Regions from separate parts of the Rattus norvegicus genome. Here region 2 is linked to region 1. Evidence: chromatin contacts called from public Hi-C data. All regions are on one chromosome and are shown on one strand. Each heading gives the region's core, a stretch centred on a gene start, on an enhancer-like site or on the middle of the called end of the contact. The rest is flanking DNA. Distances are from core to core; before and after follow the strand shown.

Region 1 (3,891 bases), core at 1,169-3,668:
AGGGTCGATTACTGCTCTTGCAGAGGACCAGTGTTCAGTTCCCAGCACCCACCTGGTGGCCCACAACCATCGGTAACCAACCCCAGCAGGGCATCCGCTGCCCTCCATAGATACATACATGAGCCAGGTGCACATAAGCACCTGAAGGCACACATACAAACATATAAAATGGTGCCACCATACCTCCAGGGACATTGCATGTCTAATTACATGTATTTACTGCCTGAAATATTTGTTGCTCATTTTTAAAAAATTGCCACGCAAGAGAAATGAGATCCATGGCCCTCTAACTAACGCCTGCTTCCCTCTACACTCTGGTGTCTTCAGGAGTCGGCATGGGAATGACAGTCCCTATCTCTTTTGCCGTGTTTCCCAACGAAGATGGCTCCCTGCAGAAGAAGCTGAAAGTCTGGTTCCGGATTCCGAACCAATTTCAAGGCAGCCCGCCAACGCCCAGTGACCAGAGCGTGAAAATCGAGGAGCGGGAGGGCATCACTGTCTATTCTACGTAAGGAGACAGTTCTTAGCATGTGCTGGTCTCAGCCACGCCTAGGATCTTCTCGGTGAATGTTGACATTGGCTTTTCACCATGGCTTAATTCAGTGAAGAAACGCTGAGTCTCAGCAGTAACTCACTTCTGTTTCTTCAGGCTGTAGGGCACATGACTTTGTGGTTTGTCTGGATAAATGCCCTGGCCTGTAGCCATATTGATATGTAGAAAGAGTCACCTTGACTTAAGCTCTAGATGAACGCCTGCATTAGCCACAGCAGGGTCTTAGAAAAATCACAGGCTCTGTGTGTGTGTGTGTGTGTGTGTGTGTGTGTGTGTGTGTGTGTGTGTAAATATACATGTCAGTACTAAATATGTCAATAATGTATATGTCAATATTGACAAGAGTGTGTGTGTTTGTATGTAAAATATACGTCAGTACTATATATGACAATAATGTATATATCTATAATATTGACAAGAGTGTGTGTATAATATATGTTAATACTATATATGTCAATGATAATATTGACAATGTATGTCAGTACTATATATGTCAATAATATTGACGTGTGTGTGTGTGTGTGTGTGTGTGTGTGTGTGTGTGTGTTAGTTTGGGGCCGTGGACACATAGGGGTATGATAACTGGGGAATAGAGGATTTACACACCAGACTTCCTTTGATAAAGAAGGGTAGAGGGCGTTTGTCAGAGCTGAACAGCCAGCCGCCTGCTTGTTCCTGGCCTGTGGTCCTTTGAGCAAAGGACACACACCGGCCCTCCTGTCCTCTGTTTCCGTGTCAGGCCTTCTTCACACTCACATTCCTTCTCTACAGAGAGCGGTAGGTGCAAACTGTTGCCTGCTCTTGCTTGCTTTGTCAGGCCTTGTTTTCTTGTGCTGGGAATTAAACCCAGCGCCCTGTGCATACTGAGCTTGTTTTCTACTGCTTGTTTGCGTACCAAACGCTATCCATGGAACTCTATCCATGGAGCTCTGTGGGGCTCTGGCCCAGCTGGGGTAGCCAAAGAGTTACATTCTCCAAAAGAGACAGAGGAGTGGGATTGAGGCCCGGCTAGCTAAGCCAGCTGGCGTGGGCAGCTGGGAGCTGAGGCCCGGAAGTGACCTCAAGCAGCTTCAGGAGAGAACGCTCTTCCCCAAAAGGTGTTACAGCTCTTAAATGACAGAAGCTCTCAGACAAACCTTGATGAAGCAATTCTCACACCTTTATTCCTTCTGGATATACACACACACACACACACACACACACACACACACACACACACACATATATATATATGGGATGGGGTCTGACAGTGAATGCTTTCTATCGGCTTGGTCTGAGATGTTAGGGATGCCTCAGCTGTCTGTGGAAGGGCTGGGGACACCATGGTCTGGTGACCCCTGTTTCAGTTGGGAGTAGTGAAACGCCTCCTGTCCTCAGGTATGAGGTGCAGGGCTTTCTGACCCCGCTCAGCCTGACCAAGTTTCCTGGCACGGCCCACAGCGCCATGTTCTACCACCAAGCTACTCCCACCCACAGCCTGGTGTACACTTTCCCCACTTTGGTTCCTAATCTGCCCTCAGAAGTCAAGTCTCTTCTGGATAATTGGTGACTCCCCGTTTGTCAAAATCCCACGGTGTAACAGGCACCTAACCAGGTACACAGAAAGACCAGAACCTTCACCAGTAGTAACCACAGGTTAGGGGTTGGGTGCTGCTCAAGCCCAATTTCATGAAAATTAACTATGTGAATGATCTTGCACCACACGGTCTCTGTGCACTGAAAACCCCCCACCCCACCCAAATGTGGCTGGGAGGCTTCTCTATTCTATTTCCTCCTGCGGGTGGGAGGGACACTTTTTCCCCCAGAGCTAGCTTAGAATCATTCCTTAGAAAGCTACTTTGATGAGAGCTTGCCTGCTGTGGGCATTCTTTGGCTGGGTGAACAGAGCCGCCCGGAGGACAGAGAGGGTACTGCTGACATGGAAGCCCCCTCCCCCAAGTCCTGTTTCTTTCTATGCCAGCCCTCATTCTGACTTCTCAGCCTCTGTGCAGAGGCTTCTGAAAACTCTAAGCAGAGCCAATGTAGGTAGAATCAGGAGTAAGGCGGGTAGGTAGGTAACTGAGGCACCCAGGAGCAACGTTTAAGGAAGCACTTACTCCTACCGTCACCCAAGTGCAGGGTGAGCACTGATAGTAAGAGCCTCCTTAGATTGAACAGTCTGAGTGTCTGCTGGTCTCTCTGTCAGTCCCCGGATCCATCTTGCCCACTCTCCTTCCTGCTCTCTGAGAGGTGGCGAGTGGTAAACTTCTGTTATATAGTATGGTTCTCAGCTCGGCTGTGTAATAGCAAGATAACGCCTCAGAAATTAGTGAGCCCCTCTCTTTTGTAAAAGATGTTTTATTGGTTCTTTGTGAATTTCACATCATGCACTCCAATGCCACTCATCTCCCCTGCCCCTCATACCTGTTGCCCCTTGCAACCTCCCCCACAACAGAGGAAAAAGTCGTTGTGGAAGCCATTGTGTGTCACAGTATGTCCTACGGTATTACCTTTTGTCCACAATTCTTTGCTTGGAAATGCTCATGCATGAGTCATTGGTCTGGCATGAGGCCTCTGACTACTCACTGGGGCTCCTCTTAGATATCTTGTTGTTGCCCTGTGTCATGGAGATCCTGTAGTTTTGGATGTGTAGGACCCTTCGTGATCTCCAGCAGTTCATCAATGGGGTAGATGTTGAGTAGGCCAATTCAAAGCCCTGGATCTGGGCCTGAGAGGTATCAGAGCTTGTCAGCTCACCAGCTCTCACATTCTCTACCCTGGGGCCTGCTTACCAGCCATTCCCTCTACCAGGGCCTGCTCTGCCCTGCTGCCCAGCTGAGGCACAGGGCCTGCTGTCCTCCGTATTGCAGCTGGTGAGGGACATGACCAGTTCTCCCCGTCTTGTGACCCTAGAGCTAGCTTCCCTGCCTGCCTTAGACAGTGAGAAGGAGGGTGTCTCTCCCTCATCTGCACTGTCGCCCACTAGACAATAGGCAGGGCTGATTCTCCCACACTCCAGGGCCAGCTCACCCACAACTCCCACATAAAGAGCTAACTCTTCTGTGCTGCCCAGGCAAGGTGCAGAGCCTGTTCTCCCAGGTACTGTAACAGGTACCGTGCCTCTGGCAAGGGCAAGGTGGGGGTCAGCTCTCTCACACTCACACTCTCAGGGCCAGCGTGCCCACATCCACACCACCAGGGTCAGCTCTACTGTGCTGCCCGGGTGAGGTACAGGGCTTGCTCCCCCAAGTCCTGCAGCTGGTGAGGGGCAGGGCCAACTCTCCTCCTCTCATGGCCCTAGAGCCGGCTCTCCTGCATGCCATAGGTGGTGAGGGGGAAGGGGAGAGGAGGATGTCTCT
Region 2 (4,093 bases), core at 831-3,330, 240 kb before region 1:
ATGTCCGCACGCTTACCATCATTGCCGTAGCTCAGAGAGCCGTCACAGCTGCCACTGGTGCAGTTCTTCCAAAGCCCTATGGACGAGTCTATACCGTCCGCCACCATCCAGACCTGAAACCAGAAGACAGAGTGGATTAAGAATTACCCTTCTGCTTTCCGAAGAGGACGTCATCAAGGGTCAGGACCAAATCTTAACCAAGACGCCATATGCAGCTGTAAATACTGCTAAACCTCTTGGCTCTGTAGAAATTAGATCTTAGTACACAAAGGTTCCAAGAGAAAGGATTGTGACCCGAAAGAGATCACCTTCCCCCTTTGGACTTCACTATTCATGGCACGCGCGCACACACACACACACACACACACACACACACACACACACACACACAGAAGAAATTCCACCATAGGGGTTTAAAATTCTGAAGTTCCAAGGAACAAAAACTCTGGGTGAGGAAAGGTACATGGAGTATGCACTTTAAAAGACTCACATTTCAGTACCTAGCTAATAAGGAAAAACAAGGTAAGTCTTGCCTGGTAGCACTGCTCTGTGATTCCAGCCCCCTGGAAATAACTCGGGAGGCTCAGGAATTAAAGCTCCCACCCAATAAGTTTGAGACCAATGTAGGTAACATGAGGCTCTGTCCCAAAACACGAAAACAAAGATGTCTGGAGAGATGGCTTAACAGTTGAGAGCATTTACAGCTCTTGCAAGAGGACGGGAGTTCAGTCCCCAGCACCCACGCTAGAAGACTCACAAGAACCGGTAACTCCAGCTTCAGGAAATCCAACATCTTCCTCACCAGCACTCCTAGCACAGACTCACATACTTTTAAAAATAAATCTTTAAAGAACAAAAAATAGGGGGGAAATGTCCAACTGGAGACAACGAAGAAACAGTAGAGCTACTGGGGAGACAAGAATGAACCTGGGAGCCCACAGGCAACTTTCGTCTACACAGAAGGATCAGAACATGCAAAGTCATTCATTCCATGTCAAAATGCTGTATCAAGTGCTTCAAGGCAGAGGCAACTAAAAACACAAGAGTGGCCAAAATGTATGTTCCCAGGCTCACCATGCCACTAGATGTCCCTTCTTGCCTGGACCAAGAATAGATAATAAACTGGGGTCCTGTGCAGACATGTGCAAAACATGCTGAAACAGGAAACCCAAGCATGCATAATCGCCTGGTCTCTCAGCCCCACGTCAGGGCTGATACCGGGTGGATGTGAGGCACATAAGCAGCTCTTAATACACTTTGAAGTTTACCACATCGTTATCCTGTGAGGCATGCGAGTCAGCTTACAGAATGGCCAAATTACAAACCTACAGGAGGCAGAATGGGCAAGAGTTGTGTCCTGTCTCCTAACACTTAAACCAGCCTCGCTTGTCTCACACCCTGATGTCTGCAAAGCCCTTCCGTCTGGACTGTAAAACGTATTCACTCTTGCCAATCAGTCGTGGAACCCGCCTTTAATACCAGCACTTGGGAGGCAGAGGCAGGCAGGCAGATCTCTTAAGATCTATCCCAGGTCTGGTCTACACAGTGAGTTCCAGGACTACAAAGTCTATACAAAGAAACCCTATCTGGGGTGGAAAAACAAAGCACAAAAAAACCTTATTGACCATAGCAAGAACTGTAGCCCATTCTGAAGCCATCTGCCTTAACTTGTTGTTGTTGTTGTGGCTGTTGTTGTTGTTGTGGCTGCTGCTGCTGTTGTTGTTGCTGCTGCTGTTGTTGTTGTTGTTATTTGGTTTGGGGTTTTTTTTAATGTTTGGGTTTTTGTTTGAGGCAGGGTTTCTCTATGTAGTTTTCTGGCTGTACTGAAACTCGTTACATAGACCATGCTGGCCTCAAACTCACTGCCTCCCTAGTGCTCCTAAAGGCAGGAGCCAGTACATATGGCAAAATGTGTAGCTCAGGCTAGCCTCAAACTCATGATGCTCTTGCCTCTGCCTTCTTCACGCAAATCCTACCATCCGAATGGGCTGTGTTAACTTCTAAGTCCAAGAAGCTCCTTCATCTCGTCTAAGACAAAACAAAACTTGGGCACTAAAATTGACCACTAGGGGTCAGAGTAGCCCCGGGTTCGCAGAGCAAAGACTAGCGATCTCGGGAGGAGATCGTTCTATTTCTGTTATTTGATTTACCGGGCACCAAGTTAATCCTGCCAAATTCCATTTCACACACCAATTTCCACACAAAACTTGCATTTGTCAACCTCATTATCAAAGCAGTGTCTTATTCTCTCACATCTATCTACCCTCTAAACGGGAATCTCTGTGGTCTGGCACATGAAGAAATATCTTTAACCCATGCACAGGAAGAGTCTGTCTCACGAGGAGGGCGTCTTTGCCAGCCCTCCCGTGTGGACTGCACTTCTATTTTCTTCTACTTCCCTTTTTTCTCTAGAGATGACACGCCCATCCTCCAAGTGCACCTTAGTCTCCACCTCCCATAGATCCTTCTAGAAGCGAAGATGCCCGGTAATCTCTACCTCCCAACACCCCCCTAGAAGAGTCACTGTGGACCCTCGCCTTTCATACTTTGCTTATTTCATTCCTTGATCTATGAGTATGTGTTTGTTTGGTTTGTTTTCCTCTCATGGCTAATCGAGAAGTTCATTGCGCTGTGATTTAACACTCCCGCCTCCCGTTTTTCTTAACATTTTGCCAAAATACTCCAAAGATCCCTCCCTGGGATGAGTGAACAGGGGGATGGAACTCACGTTGGCAATGGTGGAGACAAACAGCATAATGGCAGTGGCGATGTGGACCACGAAGAGACCGGCCAGTAGCACCAACATCTTGGCTTCTTTTTTGTAACTCCTGAGTAGAGAATTCTGCAAACAAAAGACAGGGGAGAGAGAAAGGTGACTGTCACAGTCGGTAAGACACATCCCACCTTCTCATTTCGTGGGCTCTCTGTTGACGCAAGAAAGTGTGACCGTTTTTAAAATTCAAAATTACATCAAAATTTTCTAAAACCTGCTTTTCGCCTACCTGATTGATATACATGCCTGCTCAACTGTGTATAGACATGTACTTCCGTTTTTATAGACACGTACTTCCGTTTTTATAGACATGTACTTCCAGACTCATCTCTTTAATATAATGAATATTATATTAATAAAATGAGAATAATTAAAGAATATAATATTCATTATATTAAGAAGAGCATGGTATGCTTTATAACAGCTGCCAATGTTTTGTTTGTGATTGACAGGTCAAAACTGTAGGGCCTTGAGTTGTGGTAAGGATTTTGTCACCTCCAGAACTCTGCAGCAGCAGCAGCAGCAGCAGCAGCAGCAGCACACACAATTTCAGTTTGCATGAGGAGAGCATCGGTGCTGCAGCAAAATGCTCACCCAGCAGATTGAATAGAAACAATGGGTTCCGCAGAACAAGGCACTATTACTCAATGGCCGTAGAGCAAATTGGCTACTAATTTGATCCCGGATGAGACGTAAAATAGGAGAGATACAACTTCTGTTATTACAATGCTCTTTGGCATCCAGTAGTATGACAACCTAATTACTGTGTAATGGTCTGATCACTTACTGATTTAGCATTCCAGACTAATATTCGCAACACCTGAGCCTTTGGCCCTGCATGCCTCTTGGTGGGAATGCTGTTATGGGTCTAGAGCGATGTTAGATTTCCTGCGGCTCAACATGACAGCTCTGGGGCTACAGAAGTGTAAGGCTTGAGATAACACCAGATGTGCTTTTTTTGCTGGCGTGTGGTGTTTATGCGACTTCAGTCACTCAGGACCCATCCCCGAAGACAAACAGAGGCATAAATCACCCTTCGGAAGAGCAGGAACTAATATAAATTAACAACGTGCATGGATAAACAAAAGTCCTCAACCATAATTTCAACAGAGACCACTAATCGTAAAACCTAGAAGCTAAAGGAAACGTGAGAGGCGCCCGTGGGGGAGCCGTGCGTAACCTCTGTGTCACACCTGTGACAGTTAGACGCAGAGCCAGCTCAGAGAGACATCAAAAGGAAAGGACCCGGGGTTATTCACCCTCTAGGCAGGGAGTGTGTGAGGATGCAGCAACCTTAGAGGAGAGGCTGTGTGCATCCTG

What was found. Hi-C and Micro-C count contacts between places; a contact is called where the count stands out from the background.
Region 2: a Hi-C map of the A7r5 cell line shows a contact between it and region 1, with 6 times the contacts expected there. The contact joins two enhancer-like sites. A contact is called at or near these places in 7 of 12 Hi-C or Micro-C datasets (the A7r5 cell line, the Rat2 cell line, Schwann cells and 4 more) and 1 of 1 datasets of contacts at active chromatin or transcription factors (oligodendrocytes).

The regions. Positions count from the first base shown.
Region 1 is chr4:169,719,253-169,723,143 of GRCr8, reverse strand. Hebp1 (heme binding protein 1) reads left to right here. Exons shown (of 4, transcript NM_001398876.1): 3 at 328-508. Among named protein-coding and RNA genes, the nearest start is that of Hebp1, 14 kb to the left of the region's middle. Within about 2 kb of position 2,418, at least 12 of the 93 cell types and tissues checked have an H3K27ac peak or open chromatin away from gene starts, as enhancers often do. A contact at or near this core is called in the A7r5 cell line, where this site is marked.
Region 2 is chr4:169,957,143-169,961,235 of GRCr8, reverse strand. Emp1 (epithelial membrane protein 1) reads right to left here. Exons shown (of 5, transcript NM_012843.2): 2 at 2,729-2,842; 3 at 17-113. The coding sequence starts at 2,806. Among named protein-coding and RNA genes, the nearest start is that of Emp1, 15 kb to the right of the region's middle. Within about 2 kb of position 2,080, at least 5 of the 93 cell types and tissues checked have an H3K27ac peak or open chromatin away from gene starts, as enhancers often do. A contact at or near this core is called in the A7r5 cell line, where this site is marked.